Regions from separate parts of the Mus musculus genome. Here region 2 is linked to region 1. Evidence: chromatin contacts called from public HiChIP or PLAC-seq data. All regions are on one chromosome and are shown on one strand. Each heading gives the region's core, a stretch centred on a gene start, on an enhancer-like site or on the middle of the called end of the contact. The rest is flanking DNA. Distances are from core to core; before and after follow the strand shown. Region 1 has its middle 180 kb from the start of Mir1906-2. Region 2 has its middle 250 kb from the start of Mir1906-2.

Region 1 (6,277 bases), core at 29-2,528:
CATAGTACTACCGGAGGATCCAGCAATACCTCTCCTGGGCATATATCCAGAAGATGCCACAACTGGTAAGAAGGACACATGCTCCACTATGTTCATAGCAGCCTTATTTATAATAGCCAGAAGCTGGAAAGAACCCAGATGCCCCTCATCAGAGGAATGGATACAGAAAATGTGGTACATATACACAATGGAGTACTACTCAGCTATTAAAAAAAATGAATTTATGAAATTCCTAGCCAAATGGATGGACCTGGAGGGCATCATCCTCAGTGAGGTAACACATTCACAAAGGAACTCACACAATATGTACTCACTGATAAGTGGATATTAGCCCAAAACCTAGGATACCCAAGATATAAGATACTATTTCCTAAACACATGAAACTCAAGAAAAATGAAGACTGAAGTGTGGACACTATGCCCCTCCTTAGAAGTGGGAACAAAACACTCTTGGAAGGAGTTACAGAGACAAAGTTTGGAGCTGAGATAAAAGGATGGACCATGTAGAGACTGCCATATCCAGAGATCCACCCCATAATCAGCATCCAAACATTGACACCATTGCATACACTAGCAAGATTTTATTGAAAGGACCCAGATGTAGCTGTCTCTTGTGAGACTATGCCGGGGCCTAGCAAACACAGAAGTGGATGCTCACAGTCAGCTAATGGATGGATCACAGGGCTCCCAATGGAGGAGCTAGAGAAAGTACCCAAGGAGCTAAAGGGAACTGCAACCCTATAGGTGGAACAACAATATGAACTAACCAGTACCCTGGAGCTCTTGACTCTAGCTGCATATGTATCAAAAGATGGCCTAGTTGGCCATCACTGGAAAGAAAGGCCCATTGGACTTGCAAACTTTACATGCCCCAGTACAGGGGAACCCCAGGACCAAAAAGGGGGAGTGGGTGGGTAGGGGAGTGGGGGTGGGTGGCTATGGGGGACTTTTGGTATAGCATTGGAAATGTAAATGAGCTAAATACCTAATAAAAAATGGAAAAGAAAAAAAAAGTATGATTCAGCTTTGATATTCTCTGTATCAATAAAATGAATCTTTCGGAGGGGAAAAAAAAAGAAAATAAAGAGTTAAAAAAAAAAAAAGAGGCCTCCAAAGTGGTGTGGCACTCCAACACCTTCTGTAACTTCCCCCTCAGCCTGAAGCAGGCTGAGCCAGACCTTGACTTTGCTGCCACTAAGATTACCTAGGGTTGAGCCTTCCTCCCTAGATCTCTCTATTGTTCAGCCACTGTCCCTGTTCCTCTTCAAGATATTGCTACCTGCTGAGAGGCCCTGGAGCTATTCATGAGACTGACTATGCCTTATCCTGCACTTGGCCACCTGCAGCTGGTTCCAGGCTTCAAGAATGAACCAGTGGGGGATGGGCCTCCCCCTCTTCTTTATAAGCAAGATCCCCATTAAACCTTTGAGCCTTGGATAGACTAGCTTGTCTTGGTTTCCATTATTTCTCGACCTGCCTAGGTTCCCTCTTCTCTTTCAGCTCCGGTTGCCTCCCAGGCTCGAACCCCAACATGAGAGCCACAGGCCGGGCTCCAACAATTTGGGGTTCCAATGCGGGGCCTGGAAATGGCAGAAGACGCTGGAAGAAACACTGCTGGTATGGAGCACCACAGATAGGAAAGAATTAGAAATTTTGTACCTGGGCATGGTACAGTCTAAGCTGTAACAGCACTAAACTGTGAGCTGGATTTGCTTAGGTTCAGCAGTGATATCAGGATCTAGGAACACAGCAGGCAGACGGCCACAGCTTTTAGAAGCTGCTTTTTAGGCAAGAGAAATATAAGGGTATAAATCCATGGAACAGGCAGATGGCCACAGTTGGGAACTGCATCAGGCGGGAGGAAAGTGGATTTTGAAACTCTCCCAGAGACAGAGAGAACAGCGGGGGAATCCCCTCTTGTGTGCCTGTGTCTTTGTTCTGAGTGTCTGTCTTATGTTTTATGAAACAAACATGTGCTCTTTGTGTTGGTTTGTTGTCTGTGTTTCGTCCCTTGTCTCTGAAGCATGGTGCAGTCTTATTCTGGATCCGCCTGAGTTTGGTTTCTCTGGTGTTTGTAGATGGGGTTTTCTGAAACACGTGGTTGGTATTTGCAGCTGTCCCTTCGGGCCATAAGGACCGGAGGACTTTGGTCAGCAGATGTGCTAGAAAGACCACTGCCACCCAGGGGGAAGCTCTGGGAAGAGGGGAGAGCCAGGGACACCTAGTACTCTCTGGAGATCCTTCGGTCAGAGAGACGGAGTTCTGAAGTGGAAGCTTACCCTTCCAAAATCGTCTAATTCTTTTGCCTGCTTGTGGAGGATGAGAAAGGGCCGCATGTGCCTGGATCTGATGGTCTGTTTTGTGTATTTTTGTGTATGTGTTTAGAGCTATGTGAAAATCTAGAGAAATGAAGGTAAGTCTCATAGGTGCCTTATACCCTGACTAGAGATGGTTTGCACATGAGAGAACGGGCTTAAGAAAAACAGTACTCTCCGACTATCTGGGGATAATTTGGTGAAAGAGAAAAAGAAAGAAAGAAAAAAATAAATAAACAGTATCAATTGGCCTGTGGAGCCCTGTACCTGTAGTTAGAAGTCTAGTGTGGCTGGAGAAGCCCCTGCTAGGAACTGATGGCTGTTTTTCCTACAAAAATCTCTGTGCTTGTGATTATTGTGTTTAGCTGTTCACAAGCTGCTTTTTACTTTATAATTATAGCTAGAAAAATTAAAATTCTCTGATTGGTCTAAGTGTTACGGCTTCATTTGATTTTTTACTGGTAATGTGCTCTGCCTGTCTTCACAAGAGTATCAGCTCATAAGTTATTGGTTAGGATTAAATAATTGTAACATTGGTAACAGAAGGTTAACCTTAAATTGGCAACTCAGATTTGGAGTCTTTCAAATAAGTGGCATAAAGCAGGCCAAAAAACTAGGCCTCTTAGGAATACTTCTAGTTGAGATAATATCTAATGTGATTCTTATCTTAGAAAATAGAATTAAAGATAAGATTTAAAACAATGTTTCTTTAATGAAACATTGAAACTTCCACTGTCATGCATTCATAGGTATAAATTAGCAGCCAAATTTCGCAACGTGGTAGTGAAGTAGTAATTTTGATTCTAAGGTGATAAATTGTTTTGAAATTGGGTTTTGCCTTCCCAAGGTTGTAGTTATAGCCTAATATTGCAAAAGAAACTCAATAATTCTGAAATCTGTCCTCACGGCAAGAGAAACTAAGCTAAGAACTTAATAAATGCCTTATAGTATCTTAAAAGGATCTACTTATTGGCATATGGCTTGATCCTGAACATCTACCTTATTAGGAAAGGGAAAAGCATAGTTCTCTCCACAGAACTCTGCAGAAGCATGACGGCTAATTCGTGTGACAAGCTGACAGGTGAGTTCGCTCAGTGCCCTGACTGTAGTGACAAGAAAGCTGAATTGGGTACATGTTTTCGATCTATCCTTGCTTGCAAATTTCCAGTTTGGACAAGCGAAGCTGCCTTGCTTCAAGCTGTTAAACCTTATGGTAAAAAGAACATCAGAGACTGTGTAATCTGACTTAGAAAGATTAGTCATATAAAAAGAGTTATAGTGATTCTTCTCTTTCCCTCATGTGACCAGTTATTCTAACTCAATCTTAGAGTGGTCTAGTAATAATTCCAGTGTTAGAGATTCATATTGAAGATAGCTAAATATTCTTAATTACCTAACAAAGTTAATTTGGAGCACTGCCTCCTCTCCCAAAAAGATTGCAGCCCTTCTGTTTCTCAAGGCCAGCTCCCTCACACTGGGAGCTCAAGGTCTAGCTTGGTCGTTGTTAATTTGCAACTGAATGGAGAACCTGGACTTCTCCAAAGAAGCTTTTATATTGTTGCTTTTCACTGTCCCACCTTTGTTTTTCAAGCAGGTCAGTCAACTCCCTTCAGTCTGACTGCAGCAGGTGTACAGCCCCATCTCCAACAGAGCAGGTGGCGGTTATTAATCTTCATCAAAAAGAATTCTAAGTACTTATTGTGGCTTTGGTCTGAATTGGGAATAAGGTGTGCTAATGAGGGCCAGACAGTCAATGATGTGCACCCAGATCTCGGGACCGTACCAATATAAGACAGAGGTACATGCCAAAAGGCCGTGGTTGTTGATAACACACCACAGAGCCATGTTTGTTTGAAATATAACACAAACTAGCTGCACATAACCTCCAAGATGGAATTGGATAGTTTGGGAGGATCTAAGATTTCCTAAGACAGGCGCAGCCACCAGCCACCATAATTCTCAGGCAGGACTATAGAGCATAAGTAAATTTTATGCCTCAGTCCAGCTTTTTTTTTTTTTTTTTTTTTTTTTAAATAACAGGGAGGAAATTGTAACCTGCCCCTCAGCCTGAAGCAGGTTGAGCCAGACCTTGACTTCACTGCCACTAAGGAGATCACCTAGGGTGGAGCCTTCCTCCCTAGATCACTCTATTGTTTAGTCACTGTCACTGTTCCTCTTCAAGATACTGCTACCTGCTGGGAGGCCCTGGAGCTATTCCTGAGACTATGTCCTATCCTGTAGCTGGCTCCAAGAACCAGTGGGGGATGGGCCTCCCCCTCTTCTTTATAAGCAAGATCCCCATTAAACCTTTGAGCCTTGAACAGACTAGCTTGTTTTAGTTTCCATTATTTCTCGAACTGCCTAGGTTCCCTCTTCTCTTTCAGCCTCCCAGGCTTAAACCCGGACATGAGAGCCACAGGCCGGCCCCAACAACCTTCTAATGTTAAGGAATGCAACTACAGCTCACTATTGCCTTCAGTGTTAGAATCAAAACAACCTTATTTTATCCAAAGTCAGCAAACCAGGAAAATTGTTTATGAAAATATTAATTACTTATTTGGGATTCAATATGCTTTCCCTTTGGGTTACTTATTCTATTCAGTTATATTGAATTATAAAATACTGCTGATGATTTCAAACTATGAGTTAATTTAGTGAATCTATATCATTTTCTGAATTCAAGTTCCAAACTTGTCTCTTATCAGCACAACCAAACATTTCATCCAGTAGGAATTCATTGAGATCACTACACCCAATAGGATCTCTAGAACCTTTGTGCACATAAGAGCTATAATACTACATAACTTACAAGGGAAAGAGATTGGTTTGGTATATTGGTATATAGTTATATAGATGAAACTGACACTTTGAAGACTGTACACACACATACACACACACACACACACACACACACACACACACACACTTATTCCAAATATAACATGCCCAGTCTATATAATGTTACTTGTATGTATGTTTCCAGGGCTGACCATTTGGTATTGGATAATCAATCAGTATTCACTTCTCAGGGGAAGACAATTTCTCCCACTCTCAGCATCCCTTATTTACCCGTTGTAAAGAAATTTTAAACTAATAACATGGCTGCTCTAGCTAGAAAACAGGCATACCCTTAGTACATAACTTATTTTGTAGAAGGAAACAGCCATGTTGGATAGTGAGGTCTAATTTAGGGGCAGGAAAAGTAATGAATTAGAGAAAGATTTTACAAAATGTGTCAAAGATGGGATATGCCCAACTCTCATGAGAATGATAGTTTACTTAAAAGCAATAAAGGAAGTGAGACAGGTTCAGTTGCATGGAGTAGAGTTATTTTCAGTCCTACTCAGTTTGTTCAGTAAGTTGTGAGTAACTGCAGTAAGTACAGTATAGTGGAGTTAGGGTTAGGGTTTATTTATGAGTTCATGCAGCTCATTGTAGGTCAGCAGAGGCGGTTGAAATCATAGGCTAAGAAGGAGCCAGAAAATTAGAAGAAATTGCCAGACTTAGTTTGAGGCCAAACAAAACAAGTCAGTGAGAAGACAAGAGAAAGAAGTGAGATTGAATCAGCTTAGAGGGGAGTTTGGGCCAGAACAGGTGATCTGAAACAGAGTTCAGAAAGAACTAGAAAGGGTGAGCTCACTCAGAAATAAGCCCTTGAGACAACAAGTTTACCAGGAAAATCAGCATTACATTTACATACTCTAGCTCTTTGTGTAGGCTTGAGTCCTTGTGGCCTTTCCTTATTTCATTCTGGCTAGTCTATTGATCTCATCCTTGTTCAGTTCATATGTAGGTAGTCATGCTGGTGAGATTTTGTCAGTGTAGCTTCTGATATTATTAGGAGACATAATCTCATAGCAAACACCCTGATCCTCTGCCTCTTAGAAAATTTCTTCTCCCTCCATCCATACATTCTCTGAGCTATAGGTATGGGAGCATTTTATGCAAATATCATTCGGGAC
Region 2 (6,385 bases), core at 1,748-4,247, 430 kb after region 1:
GGTCTGCATACAAATATAAACAAACTGAATGAAAAATAAAAGCGAGTTCTCTCCTGAGCTACGTGTCTGTACGCTCTCAAACCGCCATCCAACAAACATGGATCAGGTAATGCAGTTTGTAGAGCCCAGCCGGCAGTTTGTAAAGGAATCAATTCGGCTGGTTAAAAGATGCACCAAACCCGACAGAAAAGAATTCCAGAAGATTGCCATGGCTACAGCTATAGGATTTGCTATTATGGGATTCATTGGCTTCTTCGTGAAACTGATCCATATACCCATTAATAACATTATTGTGGGTGGCTGAGTCCTTCTCATCACAGGACGAGTGAGCCAGAGCGGGGGGACAAGGGCATGAAGTAAAGCGTTGCCTGTATGCTGTGTGGTGTTTGTTTCTTCCTCCTTCCTATGAGGTTTTCTACTTCTCAATTAAAATAATTTCAAAATAAATACTTTTTCCATAACAGAAAAAAAAGAAAGAAAAATAAAAGCATGATTTTCTCATTAGGGGTTGAAAAGGCTTTTTACAAAATCTAGCAACACTTCATGATAAGTCTTGCAGAGAAAAGGGATAAATGCCTACACCTAGAAACAATAAAGGTTATATACAGTAAGATGATGGCCAACATAAAATCAAATGGAGAGAAACAGAACAATTACACTATAATCAGGGACAAAACCAGCCTGCCCACATTCTCTGTATCTATTCAGAATAGTACTTGAATTTCTGACTATAATACTAAGATGCTGAAAAAGCCTTTGAAAAAATCCAACACCCTTTCATTGTAAAAGGGTTAGAGGGATTATGGATACAAGGCACATACCCAAACATAATAAAAGAAATGTGAAGCAACCCAATTGCCCCCAATTGCCAATATCAAATTAAATGGAGAGAAACTTAAAGCAATTCCAGTAAAATCAGGGACCAGACAAGACCTCCCACTCTCTCCCTATCTATTCAATATAGTACTTGAAGTTCTGTCCAGGGCAATAAGACAATTACAGGAGATCAAGAGGACACATACTGGAAAGGAAGAAGTCAAAATATCATTGTTTGGGAATGATATGATAGTATACATAAGTGACTGAAAAATACCATCGGAGAACTCCTACAGCTAGTAAAAAACCTTCAGCAACATGGCTGGATATAAAATTAAATCAAACAAATCAATAGCTTTCCTTTATACAAATGATAAATGCGCTGAGAAAAAAATTAGGGAAAGAGCACCCTTTATAATAGCTATGAATAATATAAAATGTCTTGGTGTAACTCTAAGGAAACAAGTGAAACACCTATATGATGAAAAGTTCAATTCCCTGAAAAAAGAAATTGGGGAAGACATCAAAAGATGGAAAAATCCCCCATGCTCCTGAATCAGTAGGATCAACATAGTGAAAATGGCTTGTTTACCAAAAGCAATTTACACAATCAATGAAATTCACATCAAAATTGTAACACAATATTTTGCAGTCCTTTACAGAGAAATTCTCAACTTTATGTGGAAAAAAATAAGTTAGGGTAGCTGAAACAATCCTGAAAAACAAAAGAGCTTCTCAAGGTTGTGGAAAACTATGCCAATTAAGGTTGAAGTCCACCATGATCAGATGGCCTTTGAGCTCAGTCCAAAATGGGAGCACCCTTAATACTTTTCTCCTTCTCTGGCCTTGTTAGGGGATTCTAAACTCCACCACTTGTCTCTGCCTGAGAAAAGTCACATGGCTTGAAAATCCATGCTAATGAGTTTAATGCTATTTAGGCCCCAAGTTTATGGTCAATGAACTTCTTCTCCTGGGCTTTTCTTCCCACGAAAAGTTTTTAATATCTGGTCCCATGCATCATCAATTAAAGCAGTTTGGACAAGCAAGGAGGATCTCTTCATCAAGGATTATTCATGTTGGAGAAAGAATCTTTATTTGTAAAGAGCCATATGTACCTTTCCCTGGGAAGGCCCTCTCTCTTCCAGGTCCTTAGTACTCTCTGCTATCAGCACTCACTTGTAATCAAACTGGATTCCTTGCATGTCCCTGACTGTTTTCCCATTTCTGCCTGACATATATACACCCTGAGGGGAAATAATGACCAAGGATCCAGTTACCAACTCCCAGTGGTATGCAGCCAGCACCTGGCTTTAGAGGAGACTTGAAACCACTGCAATCATCCCAGTATCCCCTGGTTTCCACTCAGAAAATCACAGACTGAGGACTCCCATATGGATTATGGTCCCTTGAGAGGTATGCTGGCAGTGCTACACACACCCCAGTAGCCAAGCAAACAAGCACACAAACAGGAAGTAACACCTTCCCTGATTTCAAGCTGTACTACAGCCAATATAAATTAAAACTGCACGGTATTGGTATAGCAGCAGATAGGTTGATCAATGGAATCAAATTGAAGACTCTGAGTTACATGCACAGATTTATGGTTATTTGATTTTTGACAAAGAAGGCAAAAAAAAAAAACATACAATGGAAAAAAAAGGTATCTTCAACAAATGGTGATGGGCTAACTGGATATCTGCATGTAGAAGAATACTAATAGATCCATATCTATTACTCTGTACAAAACTCAAGTCAAAGTGGATCAAAGATCTCAGTGCCAAAACAGATACCCTAATTCTAAAAGAAGAGAAAGTGGAGAATGGCCTTGAACTCATTGGTACAGGAGACAGCTTCCTGAATAATGATCTCATTCATTGGCCTGACAATTATGGTAAGTCCCTATTTGATCACAGTGAATTCCTTCTGACACCTGTGATACAGAAGACAATTGTAGAGGAGTCTAGTTCTACAAAGGTTAAAAATATGAACCCACACACTATCAGTTATTCATTAATTGAAGCATATACAACCTAAAACTCAGTGTGGTTTCTGTCTCAATTGAAGCAAAGGATTGTAACCTCCTCCCAGCCTGAAGCAGGCTGAGCCAGACCTTGACCTTGCTGCCACTAAGGAGATTACCTAGGGTGGAGCCTTCCTCCCTAGATCACTCTATTGTTCAGCCACTGCCTCTATTCCAGAGACAGAGACTACACCCTATCCTGCAGTCATCACCTGCAGCTGGTTCCAGGCTCCAAGGATGAATTGGCAGGAATGGGCCTCCCCCGCCCCCTTATAAGCACATTTGCCATTAAACATTTGAGCTTTGATCAGGAATCTTGACTTAGCTCCATTTTTCTCTCCACTGCCTAGTTTATCCCTCTTTCAGCCCTGGCTTGCCTCCCAGGTGTATTTCATTTCTTGTGAGCCGCAGGCCGGCTTCCAACAGTTTGGTGTCCAAATGGGGGACCTGAGGAATGGCAGAAAAATGCTGGAGGAACGCTGCTTGGTATGGAGCTCCACGGGAAGAAAAAGAAAAGAATCATATCAGGTGCATGGTGAGCAACAGGTAAAGTGTTGCTGGAGGTACGGAAAGATATGGGCTAAGCTTGAATCAGTGCTAACCTAGCGCTGGATTCAATTAGGTCAGCAGCGAATTATCAGAACTAGGAACTGATCAGGTGATTGTCCACAGTTTTTTTAAAACTGCTTTAGGCGAGAGGAAAAAGGGTTTAAATTAAATAATCAGGCGGATGTCCGCAGACAGTAGCTGCATCAGGTGGCAGAAACAGGGTTTGTAATAATAAAATAATACAGAGGAAAATGAATTTTGAAACTCTCCCAGAGGCAGAGAGAAATTCGGGAGACACCCTGCCTTTTTCTCTCTAGCCCCTACAGCAGAAGTTCTCTGCCCTCTTTGTGTTGTCTAACGTCTAGTCTAATGTCTGGTACACTGGTCCACTCATGTGTTCAATACATGTGTGTTCGTGTCTAGTTGTGTGAATGACTGAATGTTCTGTGTTTCATGTTGGAAAATGAAGATGGCTAAAATCTTATCTGCTGGTTCAGCAAGAGAGTGGCCACACACTTTAGCCAGGATCAGGCACAGCAGGGGAGCCACTGCTGGAAAAGCTGCTCCCAAAGAAAGGGAGTCTGCAGCCTCTTGGTTTGGGGGCAAAAAAGCTGATAGATTTTTTTTTTTTCCTGGAGGGTTCTCTGCAATTGTGATTATTGTGTTTGGCAAATAACAAAGTGCTTTTCTAATCTTATAATTTTAGCTAGAAAATTTGAAATTCTTTGATTGGTCTAAATTTATTAGACTCGTTTAGCCACTTCATTTGGTTTTTTACTGGTCTTAGAGGTGTAATATTCTCTGCGTGTATTCATCACAAGAGTATTAGCTTATAAGTTATTGGGTATGATCAAATAGGCATAATGCTGGTTACTAGAAATTTAGCTTTAAATTGGTAACTCAGATTTTCAGTCTTTCCAACACGTGGCATAAGGCAGGCCAAGAGGCTGGGTCTCTAAGGCTACTTCTAGTCGAGATAATATTTAATGTGATTCTTATCCTAGAAAGTAGAATTAAAGATAAGATTTAAAGCAATGTCTCTTTAATTAAGCATTAAAATTTGCACTGTCATGCATTCATAGGTATAAATTGGCAGCCAAAATTTGCAACGTGATAGTGAAGTTTTAATGTTGATTCTAAGGTGATAAATTGTTTTGAAATTGGGTTTTACTTTCCCAAGGTTGTAGTTATAGTCTAATATTGCAAAAGAAACTTAAAAATTCTGAAATCTGTCCTCACAGCAAGAGGAACTAAGCTCAGAGCAGCCTCTATGCAGCTTGTGTGACTTTCTTTTGTCTTGCAAAGAGTGCCTAAGGAAGCTCTCAAAACTTGCCTCTCCTTGCCTTCAGGAAAAATTCCTTTTACCTAAAAGAACACTGTTGTAGATCTATCCAGATGTTGTTCTAAATAAAGTTTGAATTCTAAGTTCATAAAAGGTCAATCAGACTGTAGAATTTATCAGGACATTGCGATTTGACTTGCCTAGTTCATGTAAAGTTATTATAGATTTAAGAGTTGGTTTTTTCCTTTGCATCCAGAAAAATTGTAAAGAGCTTGCTTCTAGGGAGCTTGTAATCACTGGAAAATTTTGCCTCTAGGTATGGCTTATATAGCCTTACCTCATGTAAGAAAAATTCTTAGTGTCTGTGCTTCAATACAAGAAGCTAAGAGTTTGAATCTTTCAGTGTATATTGTTTCCCAAGTGGAAAGTATTTTATTAGCTAATGCCTCTCAAGGGAAATTTACTTTAAATCCTTGCTCTCACACAAGGAGCTTTTAATTTCTGGGGAGTAGCTGTTGTTCCAGGAAAGATTCAGAGGCAATATCTTTTTAATACTTAGGGTTTTAGTTATACTATAATATTGTGGTACAGAAAATCTAGAACGAAAAATTGATTTGCTTCAAAATTTTATTTTCAAAAGCTTCCAGGAGATGTTAATTGGCTAAGACCTCACCTTAAACTCACCACAGGAGACCTTAAGCTATTGTTAGGTGCTATTAAGTGAGACGCAAACTAACTGGTAAAGAACAAAAGGCTTTGCAGAAAATAAAGAAAGCTTTTATAATTGTTATCAATTATAATCAATGGTAATTAAATATTACCTGTGCCCACAGCAATTTTTGGCAAGAGAAAACATTATTGTAAAGTCACTTTTCTTCTCCTCCCGGCCTACCATTGGCCAACGTGGAGCCAGCCGGCTGCTTGCTGCTAAAGGCAGGGCCTTGGGGTACACAGCTTTCCCTGAGCGGTGGTGGCATGGGAGGCTGCCAGAAAGTAGGCGCCTTTGTAGTGAACTCAGGGGAAGGCTGCTCTCACGATTGCCCCCATGAGCATCTGCGTGTCCCCGCTGGGGGTAGGGGTAGCCGTATTTTCCCAGGCTAGCACTCAGGGTGGGTGCTCTGCTGCCCTCCCTTGGCTTTCCTGGCCTACAACAGATTGGGCAGCTTCAGCCTCTTCGGCCTGGGAGAAGGGCTGGAGGAGGGCGAGGCAGAGGTGGCGTTCACCTCAAAGCACAGTTTTAACATCCTATTAAGGCTGCTGTGGTGCTGAAAGACCCCCGAAGGGAGACCCTCACTCAGGCACTCAAGTCCCGGGACAGCCGCGGACCCAAGAAGACACTGAGACCATACATAAAATGTAGAGGGTAAGATTTAATAAAGCAGCAACATGAAAGCACACAGACCAGAGCTCTGGGGTCGAAACTCATACACCTAGTGGTGCAGAGGAGAATCGACGGTCAGCCAAAATTTTTCATAGGCTTATATAGTAAAACTCAAAGGGGGAGAACTGGGCAGGGAAAGTACAAGTTTACATCACTAGGGGGTTCTGCCAAGGGACAAGGGGTTCTGCCAAAGGAATCTACGTAACTAAGGGGTCATGTTCTATCATTTGGCAATGTACCCGGTTCATTTTGAGGTTGTTCCAGGAGGCCTTTATCTCAAAAATGTTCTTGGAACAGTTTTTAGTTGGGAGGGTTCGAACTTTAGGGTGAGGAGTTC

The links. HiChIP or PLAC-seq counts read pairs in DNA pulled down with a chosen protein or histone mark.
Region 2: an H3K27ac HiChIP or PLAC-seq map of embryonic stem cells shows a contact between it and region 1, with 2.8 times the contacts expected there. The contact joins two enhancer-like sites. A contact is called at or near these places in 2 of 484 Hi-C or Micro-C datasets (both in embryonic stem cells), 2 of 115 datasets of contacts at active chromatin or transcription factors (both in embryonic stem cells) and 1 of 9 other capture datasets (embryonic stem cells).

The regions. Positions count from the first base shown.
Region 1 is chrX:88,578,958-88,585,234 of GRCm38.p6, forward strand. No RefSeq gene overlaps it. Among named protein-coding and RNA genes, the nearest start is that of Mir1906-2, 180 kb to the right of the region's middle. Within about 2 kb of position 1,279, at least 6 of the 459 cell types and tissues checked have an H3K27ac peak or open chromatin away from gene starts, as enhancers often do. A contact at or near this core is called in embryonic stem cells, where this site is marked.
Region 2 is chrX:89,005,339-89,011,723 of GRCm38.p6, forward strand. It overlaps the pseudogene Gm16412. Among named protein-coding and RNA genes, the nearest start is that of Mir1906-2, 250 kb to the left of the region's middle. Within about 2 kb of position 2,998, at least 5 of the 459 cell types and tissues checked have an H3K27ac peak or open chromatin away from gene starts, as enhancers often do. A contact at or near this core is called in embryonic stem cells, where this site is marked.